Linked DNA regions of Ovis aries: region 2 is linked to region 1. A link is a contact called in public Hi-C data. All regions are on one chromosome and are shown on one strand. The core of a region is the stretch at or near the end of the contact, and the rest is flanking DNA. Distances in the headings are between cores, read along the strand shown.

Region 1 (6,721 bases), core at 2,533-5,032:
GACCACATGTTGCACAACCAATGCTTCAGAAGTTGAATGAATTGGATTGTGATGTTTTGCCTCATCCATCATATTCACCTGACCTCTCGTCAACCAACTATCACTTTTTCAAGCATCTTGAAAACTTTTTGCAGGGAAAACGCTTCCACAACCAGCAGGAGGCAGAAAATGCTTTCCAGGAGTTTGACCAATCCTGAAGCACAGATTTTTTACACTACAGGAATAAACAAACTTCTTCCTCATTGGAAAAAACGTGTTGATTGTATTGGTTCATATTTTGATTAATAAAGATGTGTTTGAGCCTAGTTACAATGACTTAAAATTTGTGATCTGAAACCACAATTACATTTACATTTGCACCAACCTATACAAATAAGGACGATGTTTGATGCTGTACATTTTCACCATGTGGATATTCCTTTTTTAAAGCAATGGATCAAATAACACCAGTGTCAGTATTCAATTTCCCTGAATTTTGCAAAGAAGAAAATCTACCCAATTTTTACCAGTAGAAATTTAGGATGAATTTTTTGATGATGATGTTATAGTATAATGTGGAGATAACTGAAAGCTATAAGAATTAATTCCAAATACCTGAGACATAGAGAATATTGCAATTTCTGGAATTTATTGTGAACTATGGTTTGTATAATTTTCTGCCAACATATCCATATCTTTAAGAATGTTCCTAAAAAAATACTTTTCATATTTGCATAATTGTTGCTTCCAACTAAGGAAATTTTTCAAAACTAAACCTAGCTTGACCACGTAGGGACAAGAAAACTCCCCGGCCCATCCTGGAGGAGGACCAAATGATGGAAGCATGACCTCTACTCAAGAATGACAAGTCTTCTTCTCCTCCTCCACACTTTTGGATTATAAAACTGTAGCCCAGTAAGTTCTTCGAGTGCAGCAACCTCTCGTCTGCCTGCTTGTACGTCTCACAAGTGTCCTATCCTAATAAATCAATTCTTATCTAGCACTTTGCCTCTCGCTGAATTCTTTCTGCACTGAGACATAAAGGACCACAACTCTTCAGAGCCTCCCAACAGGACACTTGACAGTTTCCGTTGCTCTTATGTTTCTTATGTTTGCCAGAATCCTTGTCTTGTATTAGACAACTCTGATCTCTGCCTTCCTGGTGACATAGCATTGTCCTTGTGTGTCTCTGTCTCTTCACAAGTGTTCTTTTTATAAGGACACCAGCCATTTTGGATTAGGCATCCATCCTAGTCCAGCTGCAGTCCATGGGGTTGCAAAGAGTGAGACACGACTGAACTGAGCGACTGAACTGAACTGAACTAGTCCAGTATGACCTCATCTTAACCAATTACATCTGCAAGCACTCTATTTCCACAGAAAGTCACATCCTGAGGTATTGGGTGAAGGAGATACAGGAGGTGTGGGGGTCGGGTGGGACTTAGCATATAATTTTTGCGGGGGGGGACACATCTGAATACATAACAAAGAACAATTTTGACTAAGTCATTGCAAATCAGCTGACACAAAGGCTCAAAACCAGAAACTATAATGCTTTTGTTCATTTATTTAACACATAAATGCATACGTATGTTTTTCCCTTTTAAGATAAAAAACACAGTGATGTAATTTTTTTCAAAATGATGCAAAGAGCTGGCTAATTTGAAAAGACCCTGATGCTGGGAAAGATTGAGGGCAGAAGAAGGGGACCACAGAGGACGAGATGGCTGGATGGCATCACTGACTCGATGAACATGAGTTTGGGTAAACTCCCGGAGTTGGTGATAGAGTGCCAGGATCAAGCCTGGCGTGCTGTGGTCCATGGGGTTGTCAAGAGTCAAACACGACTGAACAACTGAAATGAACTGAATTTAAAAATATTAAATCATTACTTTTTCTTTGAGCACAGCACTTTTTCTTCAACTAGGATGGTTATGTCACGCGAGTGTATGTTCCTCGATTCTTTGTCTTGTCACAACAAAGATTTGGAGTGACAGATATTAAAGCCCCCTCGGCGTGTCACAGCTCTCAGGTCTTGGATAGACCGTGTTATAGCTCTCAGGTCTCAAATGAACCGTGTTATAGCTCTTAAACAAATCAGTGTTACAGCTCTATTTTATTTAGAAGATAGCAGGAAAATCCATCTTCGAGGTGTGAGGGCACGTCAATCTAAAGACATGAGAAGAGCGCCCCAGAGCGCAGGAGAGAGAGACAGCTGGCTCTGGCTCCTCTATTTATATGTTTATCTCTCCCTGGGCCTGTCCTATGTAAATTGGGCCAGCCAGGAGTGTTGTTTGTTTTACCTGAGGTCCTCACTCCAGTCCTGGGACCTTTTATTTCATTTTCCTGGGCTTTTCCTTTCCTTGTCTGTAGCCACCGCCATTTTGGACTCCTTTCCCCTGTTCTACCTACCTAACACTTAGATGTGCTTTGTGGATTAAAAATGTCACCTGCCACATCAGTAAAGAAACGATGTTGCAGCCATCAGCCAGTGTAGGCCCTCCTCTCCACCACAGTAAACCCCAAAAAAACTCAGGACAGAAACATAACCCTCCCCAGTGAATCATCAGACACTGCAGCCACTCACTGAATGGAGCAACCTGAGGAGACTCGGGATGAGAAAACAGGATCAGTCAGTCAGTTCAGCCGCCCATGAACTGCAGCACGCCCGGCCTCCCTGTCCATCACCAACTCACTCATACTAGCCCCAAATAGCTGGGATGCATATCAAAACAATGATCTCAGTGAGCCTAGACTCTTCCATCTTCTCATACATGAAAAAGCACTAAATCCCTTGAGATATCTGGCTTTCTTTAAGATAATCTTTTGATGCTCCAACTACCCTGTCTTCCCTGCAAAATCTCTTATATTTTCTGCCCCCCACCCACTCCAAACCCCTTCTACAACCCCCCTCTGCCACCATAGCCTCTCAGAGTTATCTTAGCTACTGTGTCGTGGGATCAAGTCCTCAGTTTTGTCTGCTAGGTAAAACAACTCTCAACTTTTACGTTGTGCTTTTTTTTTCCCAGTCAACAACTTCAAGGAAAGAAAATTTTCACCATCTCTATTTCTTTCCTATCATTGTTATTCCATTCATTTCGCCATTACTACTGAAAATAATTTGCTTTTCAAAATGACACGCTCAGCGTGTCAGACGCCCCGCGCCTCAGAAAGCAGGTCCGCCGGCCTGAAGGACTGGCACACCGCCAAGCACTTTCCTCTTCAGGTCCTCACGCTACAAGCCAGCTCCAAGCTGAGCTTCCCAGCGCGGGGTCCCATGACGACTGTCGCAGCACCAGAGAAACCGTCGGCCTGTTCATCCCACACCAGGGGGCGCCTGGTTCCCGGGCAAACCAGCCGCGCTCGGAAGACCAAACTCCGCCCATCTCTCCTCCTCCGGACGAGGTCAACGCCCCGTCCCCGCCCTCCCCAAGGCTGCCAACGAGGCAGGCTCTGATACACATGCGCAAACACGTCCACCACGCAGCTACGTAAGGCGCGTGGGTCCTCTAAGCTCCGCCTCTCGGCCGCGTCTTTGAGTTTCCAGTTCCGGCCTCACAGAGGTGGGGAGCAGCCGGGAACATGCGGCTGTCGTTCGCCGCCGCGATCTCCCACGGCCGCGTATACCGCCGTCTAGGCCTTGGTCCCGAGTCCCGCATTCACCTGTTGCAGAACTTGCTTACGGGACTGGTGCGCCACGAACGCATCGAGGCGTCATGGGCACGCGTGGACGAGCTGAGGGGCTACGCCGAGAAGGTAAGGGGCGTGACCCTCTTGTGCCTCTCCTAGGTCTGGCCTGAGGGGGCGGGATCCGGCTGGAGTTGGGGAAGAATTGGGACCGCCCTGGTAAAGAGTGCCGGAAGTCTCCTTATTACCATGAGCTGAACCTACTCCTGTGGCCCCTCAAATGGAGACCTGATTAGAACAGCGTGTTTAGAGGTAGCCTGAATTAGCGACATGCTTTGCTAGAGTATGGAATGAATAGGTTGCAATTTGGCATTAGAGCATTAAGATTGACGCCTCCTTTCTTGCTCGGATTTTGGTGAGTGATGTTGTGTCCTCACAGCTCATTGACTACGGGAAGCTGGGAGACACCAACGAACGAGCCATGCGCATGGCGGACTTCTGGCTCACGGTGAGTGCATCCTGTCCACTTCCCAGATCTTATCCTTTGATTCCTAAGTGGAAGGGAGTTGTTAGAGGAAAGGGAATTGGGCGAAATTAAGGCACGCACTTACGGACAAATGTGAACTAAGTAAGAGATATATGTCCTACGTTGAGTTCAACGTGAATCTCAGTCTACACAACTGCCCATAATTGATCAGTTTATAATGCCACGTCAGAGGGTGAGGGAAGGGATGTGGGTGTGTGTGTGTTTGAACCCTACCTTTGGGGATGCTGAAAGTTAATGTCTCGGTGATGGTGCCTGACTCTGCTCTCTCCTGGAAAACTCTCCCCCTCTAGGAGAAAGACTTGATCCCAAAGCTGTTTCAAGTACTGGCCCCTCGGTACCAAGGTCAGAATGGGGGCTACACGAGAATGCTGCAGATCCCAAATCGGAATCAGCAGGATCGGGCCAAAATGGCAGTGATTGAGTACAGAGGGAACTGTCTCCCACCCCTGCCCCTGCCACGCAGAGACAGCAACCTTACACTCCTAAACCAGCTGCTTCAGGGGCTGCGGCAGGACCAGGAAGCAAGCACCCACAGCTCCCACCCAGCTCAAACACCAGAGGTTTAACTGAAGCCAAAGGGCATGTGGCCCTCATCAGTGCCCGTGATCACAGGCCTTGGGAGCTCTATTCAGCTCTAAGAACTGGAGCTTGAGTTGTAAAATGGACTGTCTGATTGGAGTCTGGAGCCCAGAACTTTCTGAGAGCCAGATACCCTTTTCTTTGCACAATAGGTAAAAATCGTTGTATGTATGTAAACTGATTGTTTTCCCCCCTTCTGATTTCTGGAGAATGAGAACTCTACATCGGTCTGTATGAGGCAGTAAATTCATGGCATGTTTCTGGCTCTTAATCTGGGTTGTGTTGAATTAACACGGTTTTGTTTTTCTTCATGCCTGATTATATGGGGCATGTGTTCTGTAATTCCAAACTGGCCCCCATAGGTGATTGAGTTTTGTTATCTAGCACAGAGACTGAGCCCCTGGGATTTCTTAAAAGATTACTTCCTGAAGGGCTGGAGGGTGAACATCTAGAAGTGAACTTTCTGTAATACTCTGGCACCCTAGGAACCTTCAAGGTTCCAATCCTCTGTTTCTGGACAGGATCACATGTTACCTTCAAGTGCTCCCTTCAAACCCTGAACGGACTTCAGAGGAGAGGACCATCAACCTGGCCAGGAGAGTGGAAGCATTTAGCAGGGGATGTTGACTGCAGGATAAGCTCCTTCCTTTGAGGGTGGGAATGGAGGGGTGAAGAAGAGGGTAGAAGTGGAAGAAAGATTAGAAAGTTAAATACGTGGGAATTTCCTGGAAGTTTTCATTGTTGTCAAATCTGGCCCTCTCTGGGAACTCGGAAGAAGGAAATCCGTCTTCAGAATGGTCAGGATGTGAGAAGTAGGAAGTTCCTTTATGTGCACTAGGAACTGCGAAGCCAGACTGGGCCCAGCCAGGCTGCCCATCCCTCACACTCACAGGCTTCATTTGGGAGATAGTCATGGGAAGTCTTGGAGCTATCATCCCTGCACGAATACGGGATAGCAGGGCCTAGCAGATCCCAGATTTCTAGTACAGTGAAAAAAAGATTTTTATCTTAGGGCAGACCTTCAGAGGGTATTTGGCCCACCAAACCCATACACTGTTTGAGATAATAAGGGTGCGGGTGGAGGGCTCCCCAGTCTAGCAGACAGATACTGGCCTTAGTGCCAGCTGCTCTGGTCTCATTTCAGGTCAGCTGCCTAAGTGAGAAACTGATCTGCCCCCTGACAGAGATATCTCTTTTATTCTACTCCAGTTGGTCTTCTGCACTGTTACAAAAAACCTTTTTCTGACATTATATTTTAAGTGACATATAGTAGACACTTAGAATATTTATTGACTAACATTTAACTCTGAATGCTCCTCAAAAAAAATTTGCTCCCGTTCTGCGTTTTTGGCACTAACTCTTTCCCCTCGGCCAGATATCTTAGAGTCAGCCTTGACTCCTAGAAAAAGCACTTTCTTTAAAATTAAAACCACATCTCTAAGTGTTGGTATCAGGTGGATTATGACTGGACTCTTACATCTTTTCCTCTTAGGCCCGAGAAATATACCTTCCTTTGGGGCTTTCAGTAGTTCCCCAAGTGTTTTATTCAGCATCTGCTAGTACCCAGCATCATTTTAGGCGCTAGGGATATCCTAGTTAACAAGTGTCGGCCATATATTGGGCCCTGGGCTACACATTAGGATGTAGAATTGAGAAGAAACAACCTGTGCCATCAAGGAGCTCACAGCCTGATGGGCCATGTCCAGTGCCACAGTGGTCTCAAGAGACACTGCATCCCCTTTAATGTTTTTGCCTATACAGATAGAGTATGTGAACCCTAAAGCGTTTACTAAAGGCTCAGGGATTGGTGCAGTGGTAAAGAACTCCCCTGCCAATGCAAGAGACGAGTTCAATACCTGGGTTGGGAAAATCCTCTGAAGTAGGAAATGGCAACTCACTCCAGTATTCTTGCCTAGAAAATTCCATAGACAGAGAGTCTCATGGGCTGCAGTCCATGGGGTCACAGAGTTGGACTGGACTGAATATAAA
Region 2 (6,310 bases), core at 1,122-3,621, 75 kb after region 1:
CTTTCATTGAAACATTCACTTCTTTAAGCCTACTCCAGTACTTTTGCCTGGAAAGTCCCATGGATGGAGGAGCCTGGTGGGCTGCAGTCCATAGGGTCGCTAAGAGTCGGACACGACTGAGCGACTTCACTTTCACTTTTCACTTTCATGCGTTGGAGAAGGAAATGGCAACCCACTCCAGTGTTCTTGCCTGGAGAATCCCAGGGACGGGGGAGCCTAGTGAGCTGGTGTCTGTGGGGTCGCACAGAGTCGGACACGACTGAAGCGACTTAGCAGCAGCAGCATATTTTCCTGTTTGGTCTTCTAGGTTTCTCATCCGGTTTCATATCCACCTCTTCAGGTGCCATCTACGTGCTGTGTGTGTCTGTGTGTGCATGCGTGTACATGCTTAGTCATGTCTGACTTTGCAACCCCATGGACCAGCCTTCCAGGCTCCTCTGTCCATGGGATTTCTCAGGCAAGAATACTGGAGTGGGTTGCCATTTCCTACTCCAGAGGATCTTCCAGACCCAGGGGTTGAACCCGCATCTCCTGCCAGCTCCTGCCCTGGCAAGTAGATTCTTTACTGCTGAGCCATCTGGGAAGCCCATCTTCATGCTGCTGCTGCTGCTGCTGCTAAGTCGCTTCAGTCATGTCCGACTCTGTGCGACCCCATAGACACCAGCTCACCAGGCTCCCCCGTCCCTGGGATTCTCCAGGCAAGAACACTGGAGTGGGTTGCCATTTCCTTCTCCAATGCATGAAAATGAAAAGTGAAAGTGAAGTCGCTCAGTCGTGTCCGACTCTTAGCGACCCCATGCACTGCAGCCTACCAGGCTCCTCCGTCCATGGGATTTTCCAAGCGAGAGTACTGGAGTGGGGTGCCATTGCCTTCTCCAGTCATGCTAATATCGCCCAAATCTTTGTCTCCAAGTCAGATCTCTCCTGAAATCCAGCAGCCCACTCCACATCCACTTTATTGTCACTTAAATGTGTGCAGAGTGGAACTCACCACCCTTCAGCCTTGTCCTTCTCAATAAAAGGAACCACTATCTACCCAAGCCAGAACCCTGATCATCATCTTTGACCTCACTTTCCACACCAAGTCTCACCAATTCTTTATCCAAAAGATCTCAGGAATTTGATCACTTTTTTCTTTTTTGCCTGTCCCAATTCTAGTCTAAGCCATCACCACTTGAGATGGACTAGGCAGTTAGTTGCCTCTCTTCACATCACCACTTGCTCTTCATAAAGCATCCAAGATGACACTTAACAAATGGACAATCTCATCGTACCATTACATGGCTCTAAACCCTTGCCCTTGCAATAAAAAATTATTATAGCCTAAATACTCTTGCATGATCTGACTGACCCTTGCAGACCTTTCCAGTCTTAACTTCTGTCATTCTGCACTTGTGCTTAGAGCTTTAGCCCACAGAAGCCCAGCGGTTTTCTCTCCTCTAGCCATATGGAGCTCCGGACAGTTTCTGGCACTCTCTGCTCCGTGTCTTGCCCCCTAGCTTTTGCCCATGAGGTTCACTGAAGTTAGAATACTCTGCAGATTCTGCCTGTAAATTCTTATTCAGTCAAGATTCAGCTCAAACAACAGCTTCCGGTGTGGAGACCCTCTGCCCCGCTGACAGGCTGTTTAATCCTCATCACACTGAATAGGAAAGTAAGCCGCCCGCACCAGAAGTGAGCACCCCACAGAGCGGAGAGGAGCATGTCTTTGCCCTTCCTCTCGCCCCCCAGCCACCCCAGCTCACCCCTGGTTGAGGTCGTTCTCCGTGTTGTCCAGCCACAGGCGGACCGCAACCGCGTTGCCCTCCCGGCACTGAGTGAAAATGTCGTCCATAGCAGCGTCCCGGCAGAGTCCCCTAGACTGGGAAAGTGTGGGAACTGTAGAAGGATCTTGGGGGGGGGGGGGGTGAGCCCCAGGCTTTGTCCCCTACAGGAGAGAAGTGTGGTGTTGGGCTGGGGGTCTGGGCTCTGCGTCCCCAGCTACTGGATGTCTGTAAGGAGTTAGGGAGGCAGCGGAATGGTCCTGGACTGTGTCCCTTGAGCGCGAGGGAAAGGCGGATCGGGCGAAGTAGGCGTTGATGAAGAGGTAGTGTCTTCCGAAGGGATGTCACGAGAGCAAGCACAGAGACCCTACCCGCGAACAGAGCTGGGGGGTGGGGGTGGGGAGTTTAGGCGCCGTATACCCTGGAGGAGGCGATCGGAGGTCCTTGCCGAGGATGGCCCTCGTTCCCGACTCGGAACCGAGTAGGTGGAGGGAGGGGTGACCGCCTGGTAAAGCTCGAGCCTTGGGGAGGGGGCACGGGTGCCCCCACACTCACCGGGACTCGGGCTAGAGGAGCCTTCTCCGGGGAACTCCCGTCCGGCCGCGCCCGCCGCCCGGCCCCGCCCCTGGCCCTCTCAGGCCAGCGCGGGCCTCCTTCTCCCGGCCCCTCCCTCCCGCCTTCCTTGCCCTTCTAGCCCACCAGTGTCTAAACTCGATGGTTTTCGGCACTGCGCCGGCTGCTCTAGCCACTTCAGCTCTCACTCTTTGGTTTCCTGCCCTGTTCCGGCGTCTCTGAGCGGTCTGATTCTTAGAGACGTGGTCTGCACGTGGAGAAGCGGGTGGATCCCGCAACCTTGCGCTCCCCAGCCCCATGTTCGAGGAGCCGGAGTGGGCCGAGGAGGCCCCTGTAGTCGCGGACCTCGGGTCTGTAGCCTTAGGGCTTCGGCCCACGGCAACCTCTCAAATCAAGGTGAGTGGCCCTGCAGGAGTACTCAGAACAGACTGCTGGATTCCGGAGCTGGGGCGCGCCGCGTGTGTAATTAGGGGGAGGGGGGCCGCTTGCAGCCTCCCCAGATCCGGAACTTCCAAAAGAAAGTGACGTTGGAACTGAGAGAGAATTGGTGAGTAGAAGTTAGTGAAGCAAAGAGGGTTTCTTGGAAGGAAAGGCATGTGGAGAGACCCGGGTCAAGGGAGCATGACACAGAATGAGAGGCAGTGTGGTAGAAATTGGAGGGCTACGTTAGAATATTTGCACGTTAAAGATAGAAGCCAATGGAGTGTTTTAGCAGGGGGATGATTTCTTCAGATTTGCGTTTTGAAAATGTCACTGGTTGCCGTGTGGAGATTGAAAAGAGCAAAACTGAATGGCAACGAGGGCTGTCAGTGCCGCTGTTCAAAGGGAGCTGGAGCTGAGGGAGTACTGAGAGTCTCCAGGATGAGGGATCCGTCCAGTGGGACTTAGTCCAGAACGGCCTCCCAGACAGTAGTCCTCCTTTAAGCCTCTGCCGATGTGAGGGCTGCTGCACTTGCTCAGGCTCTTTCTGTCCTTCAGTCAGCCTGTGACATGAAATCTGCCTGCTTTATTCTCTCCTCTTCAACCCCTCGACCCACTGCTGTAATCCCCGCCACTGGCCTCTGTCTGCAGCTTGTCTCTTTCAGTGTTTTTTTTTTTTTTCTTTCGGTTCTTTACACTGCAACTGGAGGCATCTTTAATACACACATGTGTGATCATGTCACTCTTATTTTCAAAAATCTTCCTACTTTTTATAAAAAGGTATTAGCTAGAGGTAGAAACCTGAGATTGAGAGTTGGAACTCCCGGTCACTAGCCTCGGTCCTGTAGCTCGTGGCCTTACAGTGTTTCTCTGGGAACCCCATCACCTCATCTATCCAATGAAGAAAGTGAGGTGGGTGGTTTCTCTGCTCTCCAGCCTCCCAAAGGTTGGGATGGCAGTTTTGAAAGTTCTTCAGGCCCTGACAGTCTTCGTGTTAGGCTAGGTAAGTTGATTGAGAATAATCCAGATGCCTCGTTACAGCATCTGAGTGAGGTCCCCATCTCTCTTCTTACTCCCTAGGCCCCATCCATTCTCCTCACCCCTGCATTCATCCCTTGTTTTCCCCCAGGGCGCCAACCGCCGCCAGCTCTTGGCCACATTACGGGCCCTGGAGGTAGCATCTGTTCCCCAGCAGCCCCCTAGCCTGCCTGGCAGTGACTCTGAGGAGGAGGAGGAGGTAGTGGGAACAAAGAAGAAACGCACGAAAAAGGGCTTGTTTGCTGGTGCGTCTAGTGAAGTAGAGGAGAAAAGGAAGAAGAAACGTCACAAACAGGGCCCACCTAGCAGTGACTCCAAGGAAGAGGAAGTGGAAAGGAAGAAGTGCCACAAAGGGGTTCTTCTTGGCAGTGACCTGGCAGAAGAAGAGAAAAAAAAGAGGAAATGCCAGAAACAGATCCCTTCAAATCTTGCCCAGCCCCTGGACAGTGTTGACCAAACAGGTAGTATTTGTGGGATGATGAGGGCTGGGGGTGTGGGATTCAGCTGACCCTACCTATAACAGAGTTCCTCTGCCACCAGTAGGTGTGGAGTTAGGGAATAAGAAGTACTTTCCCATAGACCACAGTTTCTGTCTTAGGGACAGGGGTATGGCCAGGGTGACATGCTAAGTCTCTGAATTCAGGGTATCTTGCTCCCCAGTATGCCTTTCTATCTCTCTTTCTTCAGATTCTAAAGCTTGGAATTCTAGTGCTACAAGTGATCTCACCAAGCCAACCTGTGAGACCCCTTCCTCTAATCCTCCCCATACGTTGAGTCGCAAGCAATGGCGGAACCGGCAGAAGAACAAGCGTAGACAGAAGAACAAGTTTCGGCCATCTCAGCCACCAGAGCAGGCCCCAGCCCCAGCCTCTGCAGAGGAGGCAGAGGTGCCTTCTGCCCCCAGTCCAGACAGCCATGGAGCCCGGGCAGAGGCTCTTCGAGCCCGCATGGCCCAGCGTCTGGATGGTGCCCGGTTCCGCTACCTCAATGAACAGCTGTACTCAGGGCCCAGCAGTGCTGCGCAGCGCCTCTTCCAGGAAGACCCTGAGGCCTTTCTCCTCTACCACCGTGGCTTCCAGAACCAAGTCAAGAAGTGGCCACTGCAGCCGGTAGACCGCATCGCCAGGGATCTTCGCCAGCGGTTAGTGAAAATCGGGCGCTGTGAAAAGCTAGGCGTGTCAGTCCCAGGCTCAGACCAGACCAGTGAGCTCTTCCTCCCTTCCATTCCCAGGCCTGCGTCCCTAGTGGTAGCTGACTTTGGCTGTGGGGACTGCCGCCTGGCTTCAAGTATCCGGAACCGTGTACACTGCTTTGACTTGGCCTCTCTGGACCCCCGGGTCACTGTGTGTGACATGGCCCAGGTAAGCCCCTCTCTCCTTCCATGAAATGCGCTCTGCCCACCCTGCATCCTTGTGTCTACTCCTAGCGTTCAGTGCTGGCTTTCTCCTTCCTATAATGTGTGCTTAGTACAACCTTCTCACTCTCCACAGGTGCCTCTGGAGGATGAATCTATAGATGTGGCTGTGTTCTGCCTTTCACTGATGGGAACCAACATCAGAGACTTCCTGGAGGAGGCAAATCGAGTGCTGAAGCCAGGGTAGGTGTTCCCAGGACACAGCTGCATGACTGTGTGCACATGCGCGTGTCGGTGTACTTACCCAGAACTTTCCGTCCTTCTCAGGGGTCTCCTGAAAGTGGCTGAGGTCAGCAGCCGCTTTGAAGATGTTCGGACTTTTCTGGGGGCTGTCACCAAACTGGGCTTCAAGGTCATCTCCAAGGTGAGGGCCCCAGGAAGTCTGTCCTATTTTTGTCATATAGGTGGCCCTTCAGGCTAATAATGGTGTTCAGGAAGGAGGTCATTGTCAGACAGAGATGTTTGCTCCTTGAAGGCTTGAGTAGTGGGAGAGAGCTGGGAAGCTTTCTGAGCAGGGGTGGGGCCTGGACAGAGGTGATTTGAAGAGCTGGGGTGAGGACTTAGAGCTCACTGGGTCTTTTCTGTCCCTAGGATCTGACCAACAGCCACTTCTTCTTGTTTGACTTTGAAAAGACCGGGCCCCCTCGGGTAGGGCCCAAGACTCAGCTCTCAGGCCTGAAGCTTCAGCCTTGTCTCTACAAGCGCAGGTGACCTTTGGAGCCCCCCTTGAACGGGGCGGCAAATCTTAAACTCCAGACTCAGTACTCTGAAGACTGTATCCAGCCAGACTGTGACCCAGGGCCTGGTACCACCCTTACTCCATCTCAAGAACAAAATGTAATGAAACTCGGCTCAACCCTGCTGTGATGAAGGCTTCTTGGTTCTAGAAAGCATAAAGTCGTTAGGGCTAGCTAAAGAGTAAGGAGTTCACTGTGAGAACACAGGAGTATGTGGGAATTACGGATCCCCTCAGTGTCATGGAAACTACATGGTTTGGAATTCAAGGCATCTCTGGGTTTGGTGTCTGTTTCCATCTCTCAAGAGCCATATAAGCTTTCTGTCCTAGCAGCTCCACTCTCTGTTCTGATTTTCCTGTCTGCAC

What was found. Hi-C and Micro-C count contacts between places; a contact is called where the count stands out from the background.
Region 2: a contact with region 1 is called in a Hi-C map of tail adipose tissue, with 3 times the contacts expected there. The contact joins the promoter of ILK here to the enhancer-like site in region 1. A contact is called at or near these places in 7 of 16 Hi-C or Micro-C datasets (blood, hypothalamus, liver and 2 more).

The regions. Positions count from the first base shown.
Region 1 is chr15:46,126,574-46,133,294 of ARS-UI_Ramb_v3.0, forward strand. MRPL17 (mitochondrial ribosomal protein L17) reads left to right here. Exons shown (of 5, transcript XM_060399974.1): 5 at 1-305. The coding sequence ends at 36. Among named protein-coding and RNA genes, the nearest start is that of DCHS1, 19 kb to the right of the region's middle. Within about 2 kb of position 3,783, at least 53 of the 54 cell types and tissues checked have an H3K27ac peak or open chromatin away from gene starts, as enhancers often do. A contact at or near this core is called in hypothalamus, liver and tail adipose tissue, where this site is marked.
Region 2 is chr15:46,203,147-46,209,456 of ARS-UI_Ramb_v3.0, forward strand. ILK (integrin linked kinase) reads right to left here and starts at 2,372. Exons shown (of 13, transcript NM_001267878.1): 1 at 2,319-2,372; 2 at 1,746-1,856. The coding sequence starts at 1,834. It overlaps RRP8 (ribosomal RNA processing 8), which reads left to right and starts at 2,523. Exons shown (of 7, transcript XM_004016207.6): 1 at 2,523-2,732; 2 at 3,886-4,255; 3 at 4,482-4,935; 4 at 5,026-5,155; 5 at 5,285-5,391; 6 at 5,476-5,572; 7 at 5,800-6,310. The coding sequence starts at 2,634. The coding sequence ends at 5,919.